3 separate regions of the Macaca mulatta genome follow, and regions 2 and 3 are each linked to region 1. A link is a contact called in public Hi-C data. All regions are on one chromosome and are shown on one strand. The core of a region is the stretch at or near the end of the contact, and the rest is flanking DNA. Distances in the headings are between cores, read along the strand shown.

Evidence for each region. A called contact is a pair of places that touch in the nucleus more often than the background predicts.
Region 2: a contact with region 1 is called in a Hi-C map of prefrontal cortex, with 5 times the contacts expected there. The contact joins the promoter of BORCS6 here to the promoter of HES7 in region 1. A contact is called at or near these places in 5 of 14 Hi-C or Micro-C datasets (CD4 T cells, fetal cortex germinal zone, fetal cortical plate and 2 more).
Region 3: a contact with region 1 is called in a Hi-C map of fetal cortex germinal zone, with 2.5 times the contacts expected there. The contact joins the promoter of AURKB here to the promoter of HES7 in region 1. A contact is called at or near these places in 2 of 14 Hi-C or Micro-C datasets (fetal cortex germinal zone and liver).

The regions. Positions count from the first base shown.
Region 1 is chr16:9,642,002-9,644,989 of T2T-MMU8v2.0, reverse strand. HES7 (hes family bHLH transcription factor 7) reads left to right here and starts at 1,295. Exons shown (of 4, transcript XM_077970307.1): 1 at 1,295-1,453; 2 at 2,371-2,466. The coding sequence starts at 1,412.
Region 2 is chr16:9,708,343-9,711,212 of T2T-MMU8v2.0, reverse strand. BORCS6 (BLOC-1 related complex subunit 6) reads left to right here and starts at 1,304. Exons shown (of 1, transcript NM_001194556.2): 1 at 1,304-2,870. The coding sequence starts at 1,404. The coding sequence ends at 2,477.
Region 3 is chr16:9,728,521-9,731,780 of T2T-MMU8v2.0, reverse strand. It overlaps AURKB (aurora kinase B), which reads left to right and starts at 1,592. Exons shown (of 9, transcript XM_077970301.1): 1 at 1,592-2,395. TRNAP-CGG (transfer RNA proline (anticodon CGG)) reads left to right here and starts at 1,784; the gene lies at 1,784-1,855. It overlaps TRNAG-UCC (transfer RNA glycine (anticodon UCC)), which reads right to left and starts at 3,122; the gene lies at 3,051-3,122.

The DNA of each region.
Region 1 (2,988 bases), core at 46-2,545:
CGTGCAGGTGAGAAAAATTCAGCCCGAGCCCAGGTTCCCAAGGAGGGGGGCAGCGGGGGCTGTTGGGGCCACACATTTGCGTTCCCATTTGGCTGAGGGACGGAGAGGGGGGATGTGCTGGGGGCCCTGATCCCAAATGGGAGCTCCCTCCTCAAGGTCTGTGCCTCTCTAGGCTCTGGCTACAGCAAGAAAGGCTCCGTTACAAAACCAAGGTGCGGAGGGCCGTTGGGAGGGCTTGGAGGAATCCCCACTGATCTCTGACTTCACAGCTATCTTCCTTCTCGGTCTGCAACCCTGTCTTTCCGTGTCTTTATCCCTGGCAACCTGGCTGTCCCGTTCAGTTTCTGATTTATCTTCTCAGGCACTTTGTCCCGAAGCCCCCGAGTGGTCAGGCATCGTTCTGCGGAGGGTCATGTTCTTGGTTTGAGGTGGGTGTTGATCCCTTTTCTGTATCCCTTGCTTTCCCCTTAGTAAAACTGCCTGCTCCCTGCTACCCTACAGTCACCAGGGGCCTCCAGAAGCAAGCAATGCGGGCACACTTGCGTGAGGTGTCCCATCAGCCACACTCCTGAATCTCCTATGACTAGTTTTGAATCAAATACTTGTGCTGTAAGTGGAAAGACCTCTCCACTCCTACCTATGTTTCAAAGACTTGCTCCCTCTGCCTTGAAGTTCCTCCTTAGTCCAGCCATCCTCAAGGAGACCTTTTCCCGGAGCACCTATTTCACTGGGCTTCTGTAACAGCTACTTAGTGTCACGTGGTCTTTTCCATTAGCTACTGCAGGGATAAGCTGGGTCTCTCCTGCGTATCTCACTATGACTCGCCCGAGCCTAGACCAGTGCCCTGTCCGCACAGTGGGCGCGCAGATGTTCGGGGACTTGAAGGTAACTGGCTTAGACAGAACAGAGCGCCTCTCCAACCTCCTGGCAGAGCTTCGGTTGAGTCGGACGGATTCACCCAGCACACTCGGGTTGCTCCCTGTCTCGACTAGGAAGCGAACTCGGAGATGATGTATAAAATTCAGCCTGGGGGCTGTTTCAGGGTTAGTGAGGGTACAGTAAGTCTCCGACAAAGCTGCAATTCTGGAGGAACTCTGAATTTCATCCCCAAGCGAGCTCTGCCCCTAATAACCTCCTGCCTTCAGCTGGGTTCCGCCTCCTTATACAGCCTTATGGTCCGTAAACCAGCCAGTGCCCCCATTCACCCCTCACTTCCCACACTCCCAGGCCCCCACACTCCCCTCCCCCCTTCACTCCTCCTCTTTCCGGGAGCCTCGTGCCGGGTCCTAGAGGGGCAGAATCCGGGTGCCGAAGGGGGCGGGGTCGGGTCCTATCCCTCCTACCCTGGGGCCGCGGAATATAAGGCTCCAGGCGAGCAGGGACCCGGTCCACACCAGGGTCCGGAGGAGCAATGGTCACCCGGGATCGAGCTGAGAATAGGGACGGCCCCAAGGTGAGAGGCGGGAGGGGAGGGAGCAGAGGTCCCTGGTTTGGCCAGGGGACTGGGCCCCTGACGCCGTCGGTCTGGAGAGAGACTGGGGACGCAGGGGTGGAAGGGGAGCCGTGCTCCAGGACTCCAGGAGCCAGGAGCTGGAGAGGAAGCTGCAAAATATGAAGAAGGGGACAGGGGTCAGAGCCAGACCTGAGTGGGCGGTGGAAACATAGGACTAGGGGTCTAGGTAATGGGGGTCGGCACCGTGTGGCCTGGGGAGGGAGCCGGTGTCGGAGTAAAATAAGCAAGTAGAGGGCAGAGCCAAGGGAGGAGGGTGGGAACGAAAAGAGAAGAGGATAGTCTCTTGCTCTACGCTGGCTGTGAGGCGGGCGGGGTTGGCCCAAGACGGTCTTGTAGAGAAGGCCCCGGGGCGTTGGTTCCAGAGGCCCCACACTGGTGGAAGATTTTAGGAGAACCAGTGGAGAAGGTGACGGCCTGGAGGGTTTTGAGGGAGAAGAGGCGGCGCGGTCGCGCTAGGTATCTCCCTTTCTATACTCAGGGCCGCCAGCTCTGAGCCTGGCACCGTGCGGCGCACGTGCCTGCGCGCAGAGGGTTCCCAAAGTTCTCCACTGAGACAGAGAGAAACTGCACGAGACGGAGACGTAGAGAGAAAAGAGGAGGAGAGACACAGAGAGGGGAGGAGGGAGGACGAGACTGAGAGAGGAGAATGCGAAGATCCGGGGAGGCGAGCTACAGAAACTGATCTAGGGGCATTGGGAGGGGGAGCGGAGAGGGATCGAATGGGGTCGACCCTAGGCAATCTGGGGTCTTGGGGCCGGGGTGGAAGCCGGGCTCTCCCAGCGGCGGGATCCGACGCCGGCGCGGCCGCGCTGAGTCTCGGTCCGGTCGGCCCGCTCTCCTTTTCCCGCTGGTCGCAGATGCTGAAGCCGCTTGTGGAGAAGCGGCGCCGGGACCGCATCAACCGCAGCCTGGAAGAGCTGAGGCTGCTGCTGCTGGAGCGGACCCGGGACCAGGTCAGTCCCTCCGCTAGCCCCGGGTCCCCAAGCTTCCCGTTTCTGCGTCCCAGGGCTTCCCACTGGGGTGGGGACACGTGCTTGGTTTGCAACCCTGGCTCCAAGGCATCCTCACTCGAGTCCCGCCTTTGGAATTCCATCCCAGACCCCCACTCGCTCTCAGAACGCGATCTTCTTCGCCACCCCTCGGGTCTGTAAGTTTCACGCCTGGTTCTGTAAATTTCGCTCCCGGGTTCGGTCCGTTTCACCCTTTGGGTCTCTTAACTGTCCGCTTCCCCCTCCCCCATAACCAGCTTCTGATCAGCCAGCTTCTGTTCTGTCGGGTGGTTAATTTCATTCCCTGGGTTGCGGTTTCAAATCTCCTCCTCACGCGTTGGGCATTGGTTCCATCCCCTCGGATTGGACAGTTTCGTCTCGGGGTGGGCCAGGACCTCCCTTGGTCATCTCCACGCCGCATTTGGTCGCGCGTTCTGTGGGCAGTGCGCAAATGCGATCCGGGGTACCCCCAGCTCCCGCATCCGC
Region 2 (2,870 bases), core at 55-2,554, 66 kb before region 1:
AATCTCCATTCCCCAACAGGAACTGCAAGGCCCCCTGCATGACGTGGCCCCTGCTGCCTGTTCAGTTCCTTAGCTCGAAATCCTTCCCCTTACCTTGCGGATTTTGTTTTAGTCCCAATGTCTCCTGCCCTCTCATCTCAGTTTCTTGAATACGTCAAGACTTCTTTGTCTCTGAGAGGTAGCTCAAGTTTTCTTCCCTCTGCCTGGAGGGTGGCTGGGTCTTTTTGGTTCTTTTTAGTTAAAAGTCCCACCGAAGAGGTCTTTTCCTGACCCCTTATCTAAACTAGTGCCTACTCAGTTATATTCTCTTTTTTTTGTTTGTTTTTGTTTGTTTGTTTGTTTTGAGACGGAGTCTCGCTCTGTCGCCCAGGCTGAAGTGCAGTGGCCGGATCTCAGCTCACTGCAAGCTCCGCCTCCCGGGTTCACGCCATTCTCCTGCCTCAGCCTCCCAAGTAGCTGGGACTACAGGCGCCCGCCACCTCGCCCGGCTAGATTTTTGTATTTTTTAGTAGAGACGGGGTTTCACCGTGTTAGCCGGGATGGTCTCGATCTTCTGACCTCGTGATCTGCCCGTCTTGGCCTCCCAAACTGCTGGGATTACAGGCTTGAGCCACCGCGCCCGGCCTCAGTTATATTCTCAATCATAACACTTTATTTCCTGTATAGTACATATCAAAATTTGTGATCATTTCATTTGTTGAATATTTTACCTCGTGGCAAAATCACACGCCATCTTCCAAGGGGCGAGACCCCTCAATGTGAAAGGGGCAAGAGACACAGAACAAGAGTGGCAAAAGCATAGGAAAGTCCAGAGGCCGCTGCCTTGACCACAATGGATCGCTCTGAGCAGTTCAATGGTTAGGTCTGTTAACCAAGAAAGATAGAGCAAACCATTCACGCTCATGCTGGACTTCTGGTTTCCTCCTTCTTAGTTAAGTAGGTTCAACCCCGATGGTCCAAGCAGGATATGCCATTTCCATCCTAAGAACCTCTCTAGGAACCCCAAGTGGGCTCCCCACTTGGTGTTTTTGCTAAGCAATCACTGTGGGGGGGGGGTACAATTGCAGGCAGAAAAAATCTAAGCCCCACCCCGCGGGACTCAGAAATTTGAGGACCTTGGTCTTTAAGATCTGGCCCATCAGCTTTCAGAAAGGGCGGGGTGACGGGAGCAGCTGTCATCTCCTTCTCTCCACCCAGCCGGCGTTCACGTGTGTTCCGCTGTGCAGTAACAGCTCTTCTTCCGGGACTTCCTGGTCGCCACGACCAATCAAAATGCTTTTCCTGTCCTTACCATTGTCAGCCGCTGCCAATCGGCGCGCCTCTACCAACGCCCCTTAAAGGCGCAGCCACCGCCTCCGGAGCCGGGGCGAACCAATTCCTCGGTTGCGGCCCCCACCTGCAGTATGGAGTCGTCTCGGGGGCGGCCCGGGCCCGAGACGGACCTTCTGGCTGTAGCGGAACAGCAGGCCGCAATCTTCGGCGGCGGACCGGGCCGAACGTCCTCTGAGCCGCCCTCAGGCCTCCGGGTGTCCGGGGAGGAAGAGGCCGAGAACGTTGGGGGCGCGAACCGCCACCCCAGGACGTCCCCGAAGACGTCAAGCTGCGGCGTCGTCCACCGGCCGGAACGGGAGGCTCTCGAGAAAGAGCCCGGCCCTCAAGGGACGCCGTCTGGGGCCGGGAGCCTCAGTGGGGCGCCGGGTGCAGAGCACGAACCGTCCCCGTCCTTCCGGCACAAGGACCCAGCGCCGCCCGAGGGCAAGCCCGCCTCCGGGAGGGACTGCCGTCGAGGGGGACCAGGCGGCGGGATGGATGTTGAGCAGCAGGAGGAAGAGGACAACGACGAGGAGGCGGCCGCGGGCGGCAGAGCCAGCCGCTCGTTCTCCAGCCGCCTTCAGGACAGCCGCAGCCTGGACGGGCTGAGCGAGGCGTGCGGTGGCGCCGGGTCCTCAGGGAGTGCCGAGTCCGGCGCGGGCGGCGGACGCCGCGCCACCATCTCCAGTCCCCTGGAGCTCGAGGGCACAGTGAGCCGCCACGGCGACCTCACCCACTTTGTCGCCAACAACCTGCAACTCAAGATCCGTCTGAGCGGCGCCCCTCCACCCCCGCCTTCTGCCCCTGCGCGGCCCTGCCCAGCGCCTGCACCCACACCCACACCAGCCATTCCCCCCATCGACCCCGAGGTGCTGCGGGATCTGGAGCGGTTGAGTCGGGAGCTGGGAGGCCGGGTGGACCGTCTGCTTCGCGGTCTGGGTGGCGCGGTGCAGGAGCTGACGGCGCTCAGCGTGGGCTGCATCCAGACCTACCGCGACGCTGTGGACTCCTTAGGTGAAGCCGTGGACATGAGCATCAAGGGCATGTACACCCTGCTGGCGCGCTGCGAGGAGCTGGAGCGGGCTCTGCAGCCGGTTCAGGGGCTGGCTCGCCAAGTCCGGGATATCCGACGTACTCTGGAGGTGTTGGAGGCCCTGTGCAAGTGACCAGGAGGACAGGAGAGGCCGGGCCTGGCCAGGGCAGGGCCCAGCAGGACCCTAAGGACTCTTCAGGGAGTCCTGGTGGGAAGTGCCCACTGAGGGGAAGCCTGTGTGTTGGAGGCTCTTCCAGATGCGTTCAGCTGGCCCGCGCCCACTCGCTGGGCCTTAGGCTGGTGTATATGGGGAAGTTGTAACGGCTTTCCTGGTGGGAAGGGATGTTGCTCTGCTTTTATACAGTTGGCCATCTGTAGCTACCCTGTTCTTCCCAACTCTCCTCCCTAGCTAGAGCACCAGCCCTGGGAACACAGGGCTTTAGGTCTGCTTCAAGGTGAGGACGTGACTCCCACATATAATCAGGAGAAAGGGACAGAGGAAGCCCCAGCCCCCACTGTGGCTATC
Region 3 (3,260 bases), core at 343-2,842, 86 kb before region 1:
GGGATTTCAGGGTATGTGTGAACTCTCTGGATTGTATACATATCTAGGAAGAGGGCCATAGCTTTTTTTTTTTGAGATGGAATCTCACTCTGTCACCCAGACTGGAGTGCAGTGGCACGATATTGACTCACTGCAACCTCTGCCTCCTGGGTTTGCGCAATTCTCCTACCTCAGCCTCCCAAGTAGCTGGGATTACAGGCGCGTGCCACCGTGCCGGGCTAATTTTTGTATATTTAGTAGAGACGGTGTTTCACCATTTTGGCCAGGCTGGTCTTGAACTCCTGACTTTGTGATCCACCCGCCTCAGCCTCCCAAAGTGCTGGGATTACAGGTGTGAGCCACCGCCCCCGGGGAAGAGGGTCATAGCTTTCATAAGGGTCATAAAGGATTTAGGCCTCCCCTTCTGCAGAGATTAAGTTCTTCAGACCAGGGAAGAAAGAGGTGACTGGATTATTTTGCAGAGAAAGCTGGAGCCCAAGGGGAGGGAGACAGGAATTGGAAAAGGGTAGGGATGGGGGAGGAGATGCCAGATCAGCCCTGAGAACCTCTTTACCCGTCTCAAAGACTTAGGACACTAATGGGAAAGACTGGGCTAACTTCTGCCCTTCCCCACTGTCTGCCCAGGGACACCTGGGAAAGGACAAATAGGAGCTGAATCCTTCACTGAAGGCCCCGTCAACGTATCTATGGGTTGGGCGTTAGGAACGGCCTGGCCCCACAAATCACATAACTGGGGTGTAGAACAAAATGGTTCCAGAGATGCTACCAGGCTGGTCCAGGACCGATGCAGGCCAGAACCCCGCGGGGAGGACTCCCCAGAACAGGCACTGAGCTGAGGAAAGGCAGAACACGTGGTCTGCTACTGACTCCACCAGATCTTCTGGGACTCTGGGCAGCTCCGGAGTACTGCTAAGTCCCCAAACCGGGTCTACAGGTCTTAGACCACACTCGTGAGGCCACTTGCCTCAGAGCCTTCGGGGGGGTCTTAGGAGGCAGGCAGGAAGGTCTCCTTCTAGGCCATTCTAGGAGGGGACTGGAGAGCAGAGGTTAGACCGGAGGGTAGGGGTAACCTGATCTTACAGTCCAGAAGCCACGAGACTAGTCGCCTGGCCTTGCGCCCCGCCCCACTGCAGGGTGGAAAGCCTGTCCCACTCCAGTCACCCAGATCAATAACGCCCTCCACCGTGGGTCTCCTGGGCCCCAGAAATCGTTCCCTCTTTCCCTCGCCTGGGCACTGCCACGCGGTCTGGGGAACCCGTAGTCTATCGACGGGTCTGGCCCGGGGTTTGCCCTGCCCGTTAGCCCAGGAGGATAGACAGACACGGGGAACTGGTGTTCCCCTAGTGATTTCAAGGCTCATTAACTGTCTCCGACCCGTCCCGAAAGCAAGCAACTCCACCGCTTCTCTTCAAAGCTCTGCAACGAAGGACTAGGTCCAAGGACCGCAGGCGGAGGCGGGAATTGTCAAGATCCCAGGTTACGGAATGGCACCGAGTCGGTGACCAAAGGAAGCAGGAACCCGGGTGTTCAAGGCAGTCCTCCAGGGCGGCGCGGGGGCTAGGCTGAGGCCACTCCCTTCCACTTCCTCGACGCTATTTCCTGGGAGGAGTTGGAGCTGGCGGCCCAGAGCCAAGGGACTCCCAGACCCGTGCTCCAAAATACTAGGCTTGGGGGAGGCTGGTTCCTGAGCGGCGCCAGGACCGTTCTGCCATGCATAGTGGACCCGGCACTACAGCTAGCCTGGCACGACCTCTAGGGCGGTTCGCAACGGCATTCGTACGTCGGCTCGTTGGTCTAGGGGTATGATTCTCGCTTCGGGTGCGAGAGGTCCCGGGTTCAAATCCCGGACGAGCCCTCCTTTACGTTTTGCTGAAATAAGAGTGTCTTCAAGGAATGTGTTACCTGACCAGCGCTGCAGGAGGCTTCACTGGAAATCATCAATGTACAGTAAGCTCTTTTGTGGCACCGGGGTAACAGAAAGAATCTCAGTCCCCAGACCCGCCTGGCATGTCAGGAAGAGACGAGGCACGCCCAGACTTGGGCAGGACGCTCCCTTTCTGCTTCTTGACTTCCTGCGTGGTGTCTCAACTCCGCCACTACAGCCTGGTTTCGGTTTGATTGACACCCATCAATCTATAGTTGTGGATGACAGTGTTCGGGAGAGCCCAGGAACTGTCAGAACTTGGTTCTCTGCAGCCCTGGAGGTACTCTGTCTCTTTCGGTCACTCCGTCTGACGATGGGTGCCTGAAATACACCTACAGTTTCTGGTCGGCTTTTCTCGGTGGTCGGAAGAACAGAACCCTTAGGAACTCTGCTGTCAGCAAGCCGAGTGTAAAGTCCCAGATCAAGGATTTGGAGACGACCATTGACGGGTCACTCCTCGTTAGTATAGTGGTGAGTATCCCCGCCTGTCACGCGGAAGACCGGGGTTCCATTCCCCGAGGGGGAGAATCCAAATGATTTTGCTTTCATTAAATCCGTCCTGGCCCCTGGGATGGAGCTAGAAAAAAGAGGGAAAGGAGGAGGGGAGGAAAGTTTGGCCTACCTCTCCAGCTCGCATTCTAAGTTTCCATTTTAGTTCAAGCAACTTGGAGTTCAAACGTGTACCTAAAGTGGCCACTATCTCCTCCGCTCAATATGTTCATTAGTGCTCAAACTTGATCTAGCTTGCTCCCTCCTTGACGGCAGTGCGCATTTCCAGTCTCTGCTTGAACCTGGGCAAGCAGCCATTTGGCCCCCGGCTGTCCAGGGTGCAGAGCCCGGGCTTTTGTTTCCTTTCACCTCCCTGCGTTTTGTGGATTCGCACTGCGATCCGGGAACAGTAGGCAACCCCGGGCCGAAATTCCGACAGGCTGCTCTCACCTGGAGGGGCTTGCAGGGCGCATCCGCCAGGAGCGCGGTGGTCCGGCAGTGGTCGCAGGTGTAGCGGAAAGCGGGTTCTTTCGGAGAGGACGGTTCCTCAGGAAAACCTCACGAAAATCCTCAACGATGGTGGGGCCCAGAAAACACGAGAAAGAAAAGAGGGAAAAAAAAAAATTCAAAATGCACTTGCGTTGGCCGGGAATCGAACCCGGGTCAACTGCTTGGAAGGCAGCTATGCTCACCACTATACCACCAACGCTTAGGTACTGCTGTTTTCTTTCATACCTCATGTTGATTGCGGTGAGTCGCGTTGGACCCGTGCGGAGCCAGGGAAACAGCATCAGCGAGATCCAGGTAAAAGTAATGGCTGCTGTCGTCTGCCCGGCGCAATTGTGCG